Regions from separate parts of the Macaca mulatta genome. Here region 1 is linked to region 2. Evidence: chromatin contacts called from public Hi-C data. All regions are on one chromosome and are shown on one strand. Each heading gives the region's core, a stretch centred on a gene start, on an enhancer-like site or on the middle of the called end of the contact. The rest is flanking DNA. Distances are from core to core; before and after follow the strand shown. Region 1 holds the start of SSBP3 (single stranded DNA binding protein 3). Region 2 has its middle 51 kb from the start of ACOT11.

Region 1 (7,038 bases), core at 1,246-3,745, 81 kb after region 2:
TGTTGCAGCCATGAAGTTGGTAGAGGCATGGCCAATCTGGTAGAGTCCTGGGTCATAGTAGGGCCGGAGAAGGGCAGTGTCTTCTCTTTTTTTAGCCAGGACCAAACCGATACTCCTAATTTGTGGGCCTTGCAGACACAAGATGAGTCAGGCTTCTTGTGAGTCAGTCTGTTGACAAGCCATCCCTGGCCATTCCTAGCCCATTCAAAATAGATGGAAGACCAGGGGAAGGGTATGAGCAGGCCAATTTAATTAGTGTGGGCTCTAAGGTACCTTAAGTTAGCCCTACTGAATTTAAACTGCCTAGGGGAAAAAATAACTGTAATTATTTCCTTCTCTCCTCTATCCTTGTATTCCAACTCCCAACCTCCATGCTTCCCTCATTCACAAAACAACCTTTAAAATAGGGACTAGCACAGAGACGCCCATAAACTAGGTCTCAGCGTTCCTTTTTTCTGCCCCTTTCCCCTGTGAGCGCTGGGTCCTGGAAGGGAGCAGAGTGAGTCCGGAAGTGTCCGCAGGGCCTGGCTGTATTCTAATTTAAGGAGGTTGTTACATTGAGTAGAATATTATTCCAAAAATGCACCCAGAGTCTCCTTCCTGAACCAACGCAGATCCTTTAGCTGCGGGGCATTTCTTTTAAAAGCCCCTTTTCTCTCTTCTACAGATCAAAATAAGCAAACTTTAATGGTAGGGAATTATTGTTTATTTTGTTGAAATCTAGTTCTGAGTTTTCCTACTTGAAACGTGTTTTCCCCAGGACACTGACCTATCCTTTAATTGTTTGGTGCGAGGCATGTTAGGGGGAGGGGCGTTACTTGTTTATTGGAACAGCGCAGTTAAAAAAAAAAAAAAAATCAACCTAGGCTAACAGTTTCAAGGCTCCCCTAAAGATGTATCCAAACAGGCAGCCAATCAGCGCTTACACAGCTTTTTCTGCTTGACTCTTTTAAAGAGACAGTGCCGACAGTGTTTTATCCCATTTAAAGAGATCCGCTCTCTAAAAACAGTCTGAAAATGGGGGAGCCTTCCCCTATTTCGCCGGTACCTGGTCTTAAGAGTCTCTAATGAGGGGCACGCAGTGTGTCTTCTGGGTTCTCGGCGTGGGCAGAAAGGAGTCAGCAGCAAATAGCTGGGTCACTCTGCCAGCCCCCCTCAATTTCCCATTGTACACCTGGGTCACTGACAATGGAAGCTTCCCCTCCCCCTACGCCTGACTCTCGTCCCCTACTCCCCAATTTAGCTCCATTTATTTGAAGTTTGCACATTTCTGTGGCGCGCATTCCGCGTCGCAGGCCGCCCAGGTGACGCCCCCCCATCCCCGAGTGGCACCCTTTCCCGTGGAGAAGCCGAAGGGCTAACTTGCCAGGACTGGCAAACCTTGGAAATTTGGGAGAAATCACTCTCGTTCCTCTTAGTTGAAGTCCCCTGTCCCCAACCCCCCCAGCTCCCCAAAGCACGCCAAAGGCCATTTTCGCGCGGCTCCACTTTGGGGTTTTCCAAAGTATTTTAATGATCTAGTAAAGGAGCAGCCGCGCGCCTCGGCGCCGGCTCGAGCCGCGCCGCTCTCAGCGTGGAGCCCCGGGCCCGGCGCTCGGAAGCTAGACTGGGCGAGAGTGAGGCCCGGGGGCGGGGCGGGCTGGGGGCCGGGCTGGAGTCTGGGGAGGGGCTCGGGGTCGGAGCCTAGGGGGAGGACTACCGAGAGGGAAGGGCGAGATAAGGGCTGGGCTGGCGCGGGCCGCGGCGGGGGGGAGGTGAGGAGCAGATAAGGGAGACGGACGTGGCAGGAGGGAGAGAGCGGCGACCGCTTGGGGGTCTGCGCCCCCTCCCACCGGACGCTGCCGCAGCGCCCCCCTAACCCCCAGTGGTCCACGCCGCGGGGAGCGCCAGTCAGATCCCCCTCCTCGCTGGGGCGAGGAGACCAGGGTGCCCCCAGCCCGATCCACGTCGTCCCCCGCCCCGGCGACAGAAAAGAGAGGCTCGCGCCCCCGGACGCCCCCAGTTCGCTCGCAGGAGCAGGCAGCGGCTCCGCGGAGGCGGCCGCAGCGGGGACTGCCGCGGCCGGCGCTGTCAGGGCGTCCCTCCCGGCCGGCCCGGGCCCGCCCCCGCGTGTGCCGATTGGTCGACGCGGCCATCCATCGCGGGACGTTGCCGCCCGCCTCGCTCCCTCGCCCGGGTAGCCACGTTCGGTTGAGCTCCAAGTAGACCAGCGGCGGCGGCGGCGGCGGCGGCAGCGGTGTTGGAGGCGCAGAGGGCGGCGCAGGCGGAGCCGGGAGGGCGCGCGAGCGAGCGGAGAGCGGGCGGCCGTGCGGGCGGCGGCGGCGGCACTCCAGGCCGAGCCGGCGCGGGAGGAGTTCCAGGGCGATGGGGCCGCGGCCGGGGCTGACGCTTTGACAGCTGGAAAGAGCGCGGAGCCAGCGCCTGGGGGGGAGGGAGGGGAGCGCGGCGAGGAGAGCGCCAGCGAGCGAGAGAGCGAGCGAGCGCCGGGGAGGGGGCCGGGAGCGAGGGGCAGCTCGGGAGAGCCGGAGCGGTAGCGGCGGCGGCGGCGGCGGCGAGGCTCGGCGCCCTCTTCCCTGCAAACCATGTTTGCCAAAGGCAAAGGCTCGGCGGTGCCCTCGGACGGGCAGGCTCGGGAAAAGTAAGCCCTATTTTGCAAGTGGCGGCCGCGCCGCCGCCGGGCTGCGGGCGGGCGGTGGGAGGCAGGTGGGCGGGCGGGGGCCGGGGGCTGCTGCGCCCTCTGGCCCCCGGGTCCAGGCGCCGCCTGCCTGGCCCCTTCCCCGAGGCCGGGGCGGGCGGCGTGGGAGAACCCATTGTTGGGAGCCGGCGGAGGTTGGGAGATCGGGGAAGGGGCGGCGGGGGGAGCCGCCGGAGGAGGTACTTGGTGGCCGTGGCGCGGGCCGGGCGCGGGGCCCCGCGGTGAGTGGTGGGCGAGGTCCCGCCAGCGAGCCTGGACGCTCGCTCCAGCCGGGCGCTCGCCGCGGTGGCCGCACTTTGCCCACCGGGCGCGGGCAGGGGGCGCGTGGCTTCTGCAGCCCCGAAGCCTCCTTTTGTCCGCCGGCGGCGTGAGGAGTGCGTGCCGGGGGCTTTGTTCGGCCGGGAGCGCTCTCCCTTCCCTGCCCTCGTATTCGTCACTGGGTCCGCGTCCTCGGACGCCGGGCTAGGCAGCGACGGTGGCGCCGGCTTGGCCCCAGACTTGGGGCACAGTTGTTTGGGGGGAGGTGACGAGGGTGGTGCTTTGCTGCCCTCTCTAGAGCGCGCCAAGCACCCGGAGTCCAGGGCTGAGTCTCCCTGGACCTCCAAAGCCGGGGAGAGCGTAGCGAGGACTGGGTCGGGAAAGGCAAGGTGGCTGTGGGGTCGAGTGGCTTGCGAGTTTGAGGAACCTAGGTGGGTTTGTCCCCGACGCGACTTGGAAGTTCAAGTTTGGGGCTGCTCTCCATCCCTCACTGCTTGAGGTAACGCGTTCCCCGGTCCCCACCCCCTAACTGTTCGCACCTGGCGGCCCTGTTTGGGGTTAGCTAGCTGCTTACCTCTGGTCGGGGCCACAATGGGACGGCGCAGACAGGGCTCAAAGCCTGCTGGCAAGGTCCTGGAGAGCGCCGGTGGGATCTGACTCCTTCCCCTCTCTCTTTGCTCCCTGCCCACTTTCCAGGTTAGCTTTATACGTCTACGAATATTTACTGCACGTAGGAGCACAGAAATCTGCACAGACCTTCTTATCGGAGGTGAGTGGGACTCCCCCCAGCATCCAATTTCTTGACACCCCCCTCCCCACTATTCTTAGAGCCTTTGTTTTCAGGAGCAGCCACTGTGGCCACCATTTTGAATTTTTATCACCTTTTGGCATTTATTGTTAGTTGGTCTTCCCAGCCTTTTGGCTCTAGGAAGCCCCCAGCCCACCCCGTGTCTACTCCTCTAAGCTGCCTCCGCTCTTACCTTTCCAGATTCGATGGGAAAAAAACATCACGTTGGGAGAACCGCCTGGGTTTTTGCACTCGTGGTGGTGGTAAGTTTGTGTGATAGTTTTGCATGTGTGTTTGTTTTGTTCTGAGCCCTGGGTCCAAGTGAACAAAGAAGGGAGGCCTGGAGCAGGCCCTCCACCCTGTGGCCCTCCGCGTTGCACAGAGCGGGGCACCTCGAGGCACTCCGGCCCAGCTGGCCAAGGAGGAAAAGGGCAGAAGAGGATGCTACCTGAAGTTTTGGGGAAAAACGACAAAATAATCTGTGATGTTGGGGTAGAAACTCCTTACTTTTACATCTCACTCTGGGGCTCTAGGCAAGGGTTTGAAAAAACATTGGAGGATTTTTGTCAATTCTGCATGTTGCTTTAATTAGAGGAGTGGGGGTGGGGCGGCGTGGAGGGGATACCAGGTCTGTTTTACAATTAGCCTGTCCGTTCCTTTTTCTCCTCGGAGCTTACAACCTTAAGATAGGACATCTACGGGGCTTTTTCCAGGCACCCTGAGAAAAAGCAAGAAAGGGCTGCCACTTCCTTTAAAGATACTGATTCAGACTGACTGGTCCTTCCTTTCCTCTGGGAGCTCCCCGCCCCCCTCCCCCACTAAAACCACAAAGTGTTGTTTTAGGCAGAACCTTAACTGGTCAGAGTCGACCTCACAGTGTCTGTAGTTAGGGGCTCCCACTCTCTGTGACTCTCTTACCAGGTCTCTGTGTCCTTTGGGTGTGGGGCCACCGCAGGTTTGGTCTCTGTTGGGTATACGACAGCCAAGAGGGAGCTTAGGGTCAGCCGGACCCAGTTGCCCTAAGTGTATGACCCCGGTGTTTTGTGCCACTGACTGGTGGAGTCTTTAACATCCTTTTGAAACAGAAAAGAAAGCAGAGTGGCTTTTGATACTTTGATGGAGTTCAACAAAACGGTGTGTCCTGTCTCATGTCTGTTGGCATCTTAGCGGGTTTACCTGCCAGCTCAGGTTACTGTTCTAAGTCTTAGAACAGCAGGAGGATGAAGTGTCTGTTCTAACTTGTGCAGAGAAAATGAGTTTTTAATTACTTCTGCCAACCTCGGAACTGCAGGTCTTGGAGGCATTAGTGTGGCGGAAGGATTCCACCTGTAGGAGTGGGTGATAGGTTTTCTGTGGCTGTTTTTGGAGGGAGTGTGTGGATGGGGTTGGCAGCTCTGATCGGCTTGGATCTTGTAGAAAGTTAGGCTTATGATTGAAGGTTACTTAGGCTTATGAGTGAAGGCGCTGGGGAATATGTAGTGTTGGAAACCTTTAACGTGTGGAGGAGGTAATCAGATGTGTACAGTTCCAGAAGACAGAAAGAAATGTTCTTTAGCCCCTCTCTGCAGCTAGTAGAAGTCCCTGATTTTCCTGTTATATCCAGGAGCTCCTGAAACTTCTCCATCCTTATCTCAGGCATAGGAACGTAGAGTCTGTTGTGTGAGGCCCGGGCGATGGTGGCTTATGAGTGGCTGTGGTCCTGTTTGGTAGAAGTTGGTTCCTGCGATTTGACACTGAGCAAAATGACCCAAGGAGGAAGCAGTGGAGCTTGTCTGGTGAGGGGCAGGCTGCATTATTCACACACCTTGAGTGAGATGCTTGTCTGATGACTTGCAGAGCTGCCTGTTTGTGACGAGGACAAGAGCATTGGACCAGGAGTCGGACTTTGGTTTTGGTGCCCACTTTACCCTTTAAGCTGGTTCTGTCCCTGGGCCTTGGGCTCCTGATCTGGAGAGTTTCTTAGGTCCCTTGTTAATAACAGTGACAACTCCGTCTTTGAATAGGGCTTTATTGGTTGACATAGGACTTGTATGTCTGTTCTCGTACAAAATGTTGGAGTGACCCTACAAAATCTTTAGTGGGGGATGAGGCAGGCATTTCTGGGCTTGCTTCCTTCTTCCCTTTGCTGACAGGTGCTTCTCTGAAGAGGGCCCTCTACTGCAGTGTGAAAGGACCAGATACTTGGATGTCCATGACCTGTCCTTTGCCTAACTGATTTGTGTTTTTTGGTGCGTGGAGGGAGGAGTGGTTCTTGCATAAGAATTCCTTGGGGGAGGGCTTGGGTGGGAGTGGGGGTGGGGTGGGAAGGGTGGAGGTGTGGGCTCTGGGATTAAGAACCTGTAAAATTTCCTTTATTGACAGAGTCTCTCCTAGATTGCTGGATGTATGAATCATAGTTATGTCCTGACTTTGGCACTTGAACCTTTTTTAGGATATGCAGCCATTTTGGTTTGGGTGGTGAAAAGAAAACAGATGAGACCAGTATGGGTTCTCATCCACATTTGCGTTCGTCCTCCTAGGGCATCCATGAGTGGGTTCTACTAACCCCTTTGAGCTTCAGTTGCCCCCTGTGTAAAGTGGAGAGAAAATTGCCTACCTTATAGTCTATGGTAGACACAAGTAATACGGGTGTGAGGCATCGGGCACGCAGTAGGTATTTGATATATAAGAACTATTACTCCCATTACTAATGGCTGACTTGCCAGAAAAAGTTGGACGTGTTCTGTTTTTTAGGCTGTTTGCCCAGTGAGAGCTGATAAGGTGGGATTGAGCCTTTGGGAGACCTAGTACTGTTAGCGCCATGCATTGTGCACTTGCCGTTGTGTACACAAGTAATAATTAGTAACCTGACCTTATTGTATTTTCCTCCTTGCAGTGTATTTTGGGACCTTTACTGTGCCGCTCCTGAAAGGAGAGACACTTGTGAACATTCGAGTGAAGCAAAAGCCTTTCATGATTATGTGAGTAACACATTTTTAATCCTAGCAATAATTATAGGGTTGGATAGCTCTAAGTTCTCTAGTACGAAAAGCAAATACACAGCCATTTGGCAGTGGTCTTTATTTTCTTCTTGCCTTTCTTTCTGTTCCCCTGCCCACCTCTCTGCAGCCCTCCCCATGGTACTCTTCTCCAGCAGTGTTTTGACTTGGTGAACGGTGTTTCATAATGTTGTGATTGTGAAAAATTGTGTAGCTATCTATGTGGAGAATTAAATGGTGTTGTACAGGACTCAGAACTATGTGAGACTTACGTTAAGAGTGGACAGTTAGCTGAGAGGGGACTAAGCCTCTTTAGTGTT
Region 2 (6,409 bases), core at 3,154-5,653:
ATACAAAACTTGGCCCGGCGCGGTGGCTCAAGCCTGTAATCCCAGCACTTTGGGAGGCCGAGACGGGCGGATCACGAGGTCAGGAGATCGAGACCATCCTGGCTAACACGGTGAAACCCCGTCTCTACTAAAAAAAATACAAAAAACTAGCCAGGCGAGGTGGCGGGCGCCTGTAGTCCCAGCTACTCGGGAGGCTGAGGCAGGAGAATGGCGTGAACCCAGGAGGCGGAGCTTGCAGTGAGCTGAGATCCGGCCACGGCACTCCAGCCTGGGCGACAGAGCGAGACTCCGTCTCAAAAAAAAAAAAACTTAGCTGGGTGTGGTGGCACGTGCCTGTAGTCCCAGCTACTTGGGAGGCTGAGGCGGGAGAATCGCTTGAACCTGGGAGGGAGAGGTTGCAGTGAGCCGAGATCATGCCACTGCACTCCAGCCTGGTAACAGAGCAAAACTCTGTCTCAAAAAAATAAATAAACACGATGAAATTAGCTAGGTGTGGTGGCAGTGCCTGTAATCGCAGCTAGTTGAGAGGCTGAGGCAGGAGAATCACTTGAACCCAGGAGGCGGAGGTTGCAGTGAGCCGAGATTGTGCCACTGCATTCCAGCCTGGGCAACAAGTGTAAAACACCATATCAAAAAAAAAAAAAAAATTAGGCTTGGCGCAGTGGCTCACCCCTGTAATCCCAGCACTTTGGGAGGCCAAGGCGGGTAGATCATGAGGTCAGGAGATCGAGACCATCCTGGCTAACACAGTGAAACCCTGTCTCTACTAAAAGTACAAAAAAATTAGCCGGGCATGGTGTCGGGCACCTGTAGTCGCAGCTACTCGGGAGGCTGAGGCAGGAGAATGGCGCGAACCCAGGAGGCGGAGCTTGCAGTGAGCCGAGATCGCGCCACTGAACTCTAGCCTGGGTGACACAGTGAGACTCCGTCTCAAAAAAAAAATAAAAATAAAATAATAATAATAATTAGCCAGGCATGGTGGCGGGCACCTTTGTCCCAGCTACTCAGGAGAGAATTGCTTGAATCCAGAAGGCAGAGGTTACAGTGAGCTGAAATCATCATGCCAGTGCACTCCAGCCTGTGCAACAGAGCAAGACTCTGTCTCAAAAAAAAAAAAAAAAGTCATTTCTGTATCCCCAGAACACTCTCCCTCTTGAAACCAGAGGGAGAGTGTTCCCAACATGCAGTCCAGCCCAGGGCTCAGGGCCCGCTGTGGCTCCCAGTGATCTGCACACGGAAGTCCCGGTGCTTTAGGCCAACACACAGGGACCACCTGGACCTGCCTCCCTCCAGCTTTATCTCTCTCTACACCTCAGCTACACTCTTATCACTGCCCTAGGAGTCATGCTCTCTCAGAACTATGCCTACCCACCACGCTCCCTCTCTCTGGAGTCTTCCCCATTTACCTCTACTCCTCTCTCTGCACTCAGCACAAGCCCCCTCTCCTGCAGGAAGTCTTCCCTGATTTCCCCCCAGGGTGGGTAAGGGTCCTCTTAAGACCCCATTCTGCTATAATCATTCAGTGACCAGGCCGGGGGTCTCCCCCACAGGTCTGTGGGCTGTTTGCAGGGAAGGACTGGAGTTATTCACCTCAGTGTCCCCAAGGCTGGGCAGGACCTGACCGATGACGTGTGTGAGCCCAGGGAGCATGGCAGGCTCCAGAAGTCACATGCAATGTCACCAGGACAGAACATCTGTGTCAGGGAGAGACTCCAAATGAGGCTGCACAGGCGGGCAGGCCCAGGTGCCAGAGGGTTGGCCATGAGGGCAGCAGAAGGCCGGGCTTCACAGGAGAGGTTCCCAGTGTTGGAGGAAGGCCTGGAGGGGACAGTTTAGAGCCCCTGGGAGATCAGAAGGCAGTGGCTGAGGAAACCGGACGAGAGATATTTAAGGGGAGAAAGGCCCAGACTTGATGCCTGACTGCTCGTGGGCAGTGAGGGAGAGGGAGGTCTCCAGATGACTCCCAGAGCAGTTCCCCTGGTCTCTAGGGACAGGGAGGAGGCTAGCAGCAAGCTCGGACACCAGTTACCTTGGACACAAATAACCCCTAGGGACTCTGCCCCCGCCAGCGCAGAGCTGCAGCCTCTGACAGCGCCTCAGCAGCAGCCAGCAGCCCCCCACGCCCCGTCTTCCCCAGGGGTTGACTTGACGCTCTGCTGGCTCCGTGCCCACCGCTCCCTCCCGCAGTCAGCTCTGCGCCTGCCAGGAGAGGAGAGAAGGGGAGGGGAGACGGGAGGGGAAGGAGGGAGGGGCGGCCGCAGGAGCCCTGCAGGGAGGGAGGAAGGGAGGGCAGGAGAAAGCTAGCCTGCAGACCCCAACCTAGAAGGGAAGGAGAGGAGCGGGCATGGCAGACCAAAGAGGCGGGGCCGTACAGTGTCACCCCCGACTGGGAGTTGCCAGACGCCTTCTCCATCCTCTTGCTACCAACCATTCTAGAGATGGGGGAGCTGAGGCCCAGAGATGGCAGCTGTTTAGAGGCCAAGAGCCCAGATTTCAGCAAACTCAACCCTGCTGTTGGATTACCCCTGCCCCACCACCAGTCTGGAGCAGCCACCTCCACCCAGGTCTGGAAGGGATGACTGTAGAATACCATAGGGCCCCAGAGCAGAAAGCTGGCCTGCTGATTGACCCTAAGGTTCAAGTCCCCCAAGTTCCTATGGTCTAGAGGGTTGGAAAAAAAGATGGGCTGTGTGAGCCCAGGGACCATGGCAGGCTCAGAGACCCGTGGGAGAAATTCTGAGCAAGTCGAGACCTCTCTGATTTCTCATTTGTAAAATGAGAGCGGTGATGCCTCTCTGATAGGGAGCCATCAGTGTCAGAGGAATCAAAGAGGGCTCCGTGAGCACCAAAAAAGCCACAGGTCCCCAGATGACAACCAGGAGGACTAGGTTCAAACTCCATATCCCTGAGCAAATCATTCCCGTCTCTGGGCCTCAGTTTCCCCAATGCACAATGAGGGGACTCAGTCAATGATCTTAAGTTCCCATCCATCACTGAGAGCTTATGGGAAACTGTCTGCCGAAGTTTTAAATTCTAGAGCAAAAATACAAACCCTACTACCATATCTCCCCAGCTCCCTGAACTGGCACTTGAAGGCTCTCCTCTGGCCTGTCAGTGGTCTGCCAGGGGATCACGGTAGCCCCGCCCGGGTACTCCCCGGCTCCGCTGGCCGGTGAAACACAGTGGGCCAAAGTAAAGTGCCTGGTCCCAGGGCTAGACCCGAAACTCCAGACCCCTCGCCGCCCCAGCTGCAAACCTGCCGTGGCGGCCCCTAGGGGGCAGTGTTGCCCCGAACTTGGGCCGCTGCCGCCACTGCCCCCGCCCGGCCCAGCGCCGGGAGAATACTTGAGTTCTGGGAATGTTGGACAACCCCTCCACCGCCCGGCACTCATACCGCCCCCCGCTGCCGGCCCCAGCCCGGGGGCTCCCGCGCTGCGCGCAGCCGGCTCGGTGCGGACTTGCTGCTGGCTCCCCACCTCTCCTAGCCGTACTTCTGGGGACAGGGTTTTTGTCTGGGGTTGGTTTTTCTTTTTTTTTTGGCCGGGGTTGGGAGCAGGCATTCGGCTCGGGCTGCCTGCGCGGACTAGGATGTCTGAGCTCAGAGACTCGTGGGAGAAATTCGAGGGGCGAGGGGGCTTGTTCTTCCAATAACCTGTCAGCTGCTTCCCCTGTCTCCCCTTTAACCCCGTCACCCCTCCCCGATGTCTGATGGGCATCCACCCAGTACCACCTACCCCAGATCCATCTCCGGGGATCCCCCAAGCCTGCCAGGAAGCGCCCCAGAGTGGGGGTTGCTGCAGTGGGTGATGTTTCCACCCCACCACCAGCCTCGCTTCCCCAGCTCAAACCCAAGCCCAGGGGCTAGGACACAGCCACGATCCGAAGGGTAGCGTTTTGTGGGGGGCGACTCCTGCTGCGAATTTCCCCCAACCCCCAGCCGTGAGCCGTAAAGTCAGGGGCTGGAGCATAGACCGTAAAGGGGAAAAGGAGGAAACCCCCATTCAAGTTTGGTCCAACGGTTTCATGGGGAGGGGGGCAAGTAGGAAGAATTTTTAAGCCCCGAACCCACAAAGCAGACTTTTTTAAAAATTATAATTGAAAACATCTCGAAGGGCCGCCAGAAGCGGGCCCGCTCCCCGCTCCCCGCCCCAACCCCCTTTCCCGCTCCCCGGAGTCCGATGAAGTCATGATAAGTAGGCTGCAAAAAGAAAAAAAAAGTGGGGGGTTGGCTGGGGGGTGGGGGCACAGGGGTCCCAGGCTAGGGCCCCGCACAGTCACAGTTTGGATACTATGGTTACGCGATCCGACCCAAACAGCGAAGGTGGACAACAATAGCGGCCGCCAGAGGAGGAAATTCCTTCCGGGGTGGACGGCGCGGGGGGAGGGGAGCCTGGCTGGAACGCCGAGGTGGCGGCTCGGCCAATCAGCGCGCGGCCGCCGGCGGTTTCAAGGTGCCCCGCGCCGCGCGCCCCCACCCCCCCGCGCGCTCCGCTCGGGCGCTGGAATTGCTGAGACGTTTCCCTGCACGCGTCCGGGTAACCCTGCGGAGGCTGCTGCCCCGGCCGACGCCGCTCCCCCAGCGCCGCCCCCCGTGCCAAGCCCACAGCCCGGGGAAGGCCGAGAGTGGCGCTGCAGGAGTTGCTTGCCCTCGAGGGAGATGGGGGGAAAAATCCCTACAAACCACCCCCTTTCTATGTGTTTGGTTCCTACACAAGCCTGTTTTCTATTTTAAAGCATGTCTCAAGAAAAAATGAAAGGGAGAGAGACAAGGAGAGAGAAGGTCCACCGACAGCTCTAGAAGCCTGGGAGGACCTGACCCCTGCCTCCCGGTCTCCGAGGCTGTTATATAATAAGTTGGGTTATTGATTTTGGCGGTGTTGCCCGGGCATCCGGGATGCAGAGGTCCAAGGACAAAGCTGCTATCTAGAACCCCCTCACCACCACCAAGTTCATGTGACCTGGCTTGCAGTGGTCTCATCGAAACCAGGGGCTCCCCTTCGCCGGCATCTGGGTTATTTATGCGGTGCCGAGTGGGGTAGCCGTTTCTCCCCCACCTGCCAGAGATTCTGTGGCCCAAGGCCCCCTCTTTTGGAAGCCCCAGACTGGCTCTCAAGCCTCTATCCCGGCGGCCAAACCCTCAACCGCGCCTCCTCTCTCTCTTGCTCTCCTGCCAACTACTCAACGCCGGCATGCTGGGCACTGCGAGCGCCACATCGATCCTGTTCCTTTTTTAAGCCCCTAAACCAGGTTTCTGCTTTCTGATGCCTTCTGGGCACAGGGCTTCGATGAGGAGCACAGGCCGTTTTATTCACCGCCTATTACGAGACACTTCTCTGGAAGGATCTAATGTTCAAAAAGTATTTTTGCCTCTCCACTCTCTCTCTCTCTCTTCATATATAATGGGGATAGCCCTAATTCTCCCGTTCCTCGTGTGTCTCTTTATAAATAAATAATGCGATTTTATTAATTATGCACGTACAGTATCTCCAAGCAGATTGCTGTGTCTCTTGATGCTTAACAAAAAAAAAATTTAAAAAAAAAAAAAGGAAAAACCCCCTACACTTAAAGCTGTTTTTCTCCTACTGCAAGCAAACAAAAACTTCAAGGGGCCATATGTCCTCAAAAGGGGGAGAGGAAGACAGAACTTGGGGAGAGTGTGGGCAGGAAGAATCTAAAGGGGGTCCTGTGCAGGTTTTCAAGGCAGCTAAAGATGGATTTCAAGTCGCCTGCTTCATGCTTGTGATTGAGCTGCGGGTCTGAAAACATACCAAGGTTCACTTGGGTATTTATGCGCTAAGGAGGGATGGGCAGCTGCTAATGGTAAACAGGAAACCAGTGAGAAGAGAGCTGGCGGCAGCCCAGTCCCTCTCTCAATTCGGTGCCCCTCCTCAGAGCCCCTGAACCCCTGAGCTCTCAAAACACACTTGGTTTCTGTGCATTTGTGCATCAACAATCTCCTGAATGCCCAACATAATTCCTGGCACATAGTAAGGGCTCAACAAATATTTGCACATTGAATGAATGGAGCGTGGAAAACAGAAAGGGGTTGGGAATAGGCTAGGTCTTGGGACCCCAAGCCTAGGAGGGGCAGAAGTTGGGGCTTTTTCCCTCAGACAATTTGGGAAGTGGGGAGCCTGAAGCTTTCTGGCCAAGGAAGTGACAGAACAGAGCTGAGTGTTAAAAAGCAAAGAGACCAGAGGGCAGAGAGAGGTGCAGTAAAACCAGCAACGTTAAGCAGAGTTAGTGTGGCCAGGGAGGAATGGACACAGTCAGAGATGGTGAGGTGGGGTGTGGTGGGGTGGGGGCTCCTCAGTCCCTTTAGTACATGCAGATGAGGGAGTGGGAGGGGGTCAGAAGTGAGCTTTGATTTGAAACATTGTGGTTGCCTGGCGGGTGCAGTGGCTCACGC

Evidence for each region. Hi-C and Micro-C count contacts between places; a contact is called where the count stands out from the background.
Region 1: a Hi-C map of fetal cortex germinal zone shows a contact between it and region 2, with 9 times the contacts expected there. The contact joins the promoter of SSBP3 here to the enhancer-like site in region 2. A contact is called at or near these places in 9 of 14 Hi-C or Micro-C datasets (CD4 T cells, blood, cortical neurons and 6 more).

Annotation. Positions count from the first base shown.
Region 1 is chr1:186,198,715-186,205,752 of T2T-MMU8v2.0, forward strand. It overlaps SSBP3 (single stranded DNA binding protein 3), which reads left to right and starts at 2,496. Exons shown (of 18, transcript NM_001261084.1): 1 at 2,496-2,638; 2 at 3,650-3,722; 3 at 3,942-4,003; 4 at 6,616-6,700. The coding sequence starts at 2,583.
Region 2 is chr1:186,115,663-186,122,071 of T2T-MMU8v2.0, forward strand. No RefSeq gene overlaps it. Among named protein-coding and RNA genes, the nearest start is that of ACOT11, 51 kb to the left of the region's middle. Within about 2 kb of position 4,404, at least 28 of the 40 cell types and tissues checked have an H3K27ac peak or open chromatin away from gene starts, as enhancers often do. A contact at or near this core is called in CD4 T cells, blood, fetal cortex germinal zone and 1 more, where this site is marked.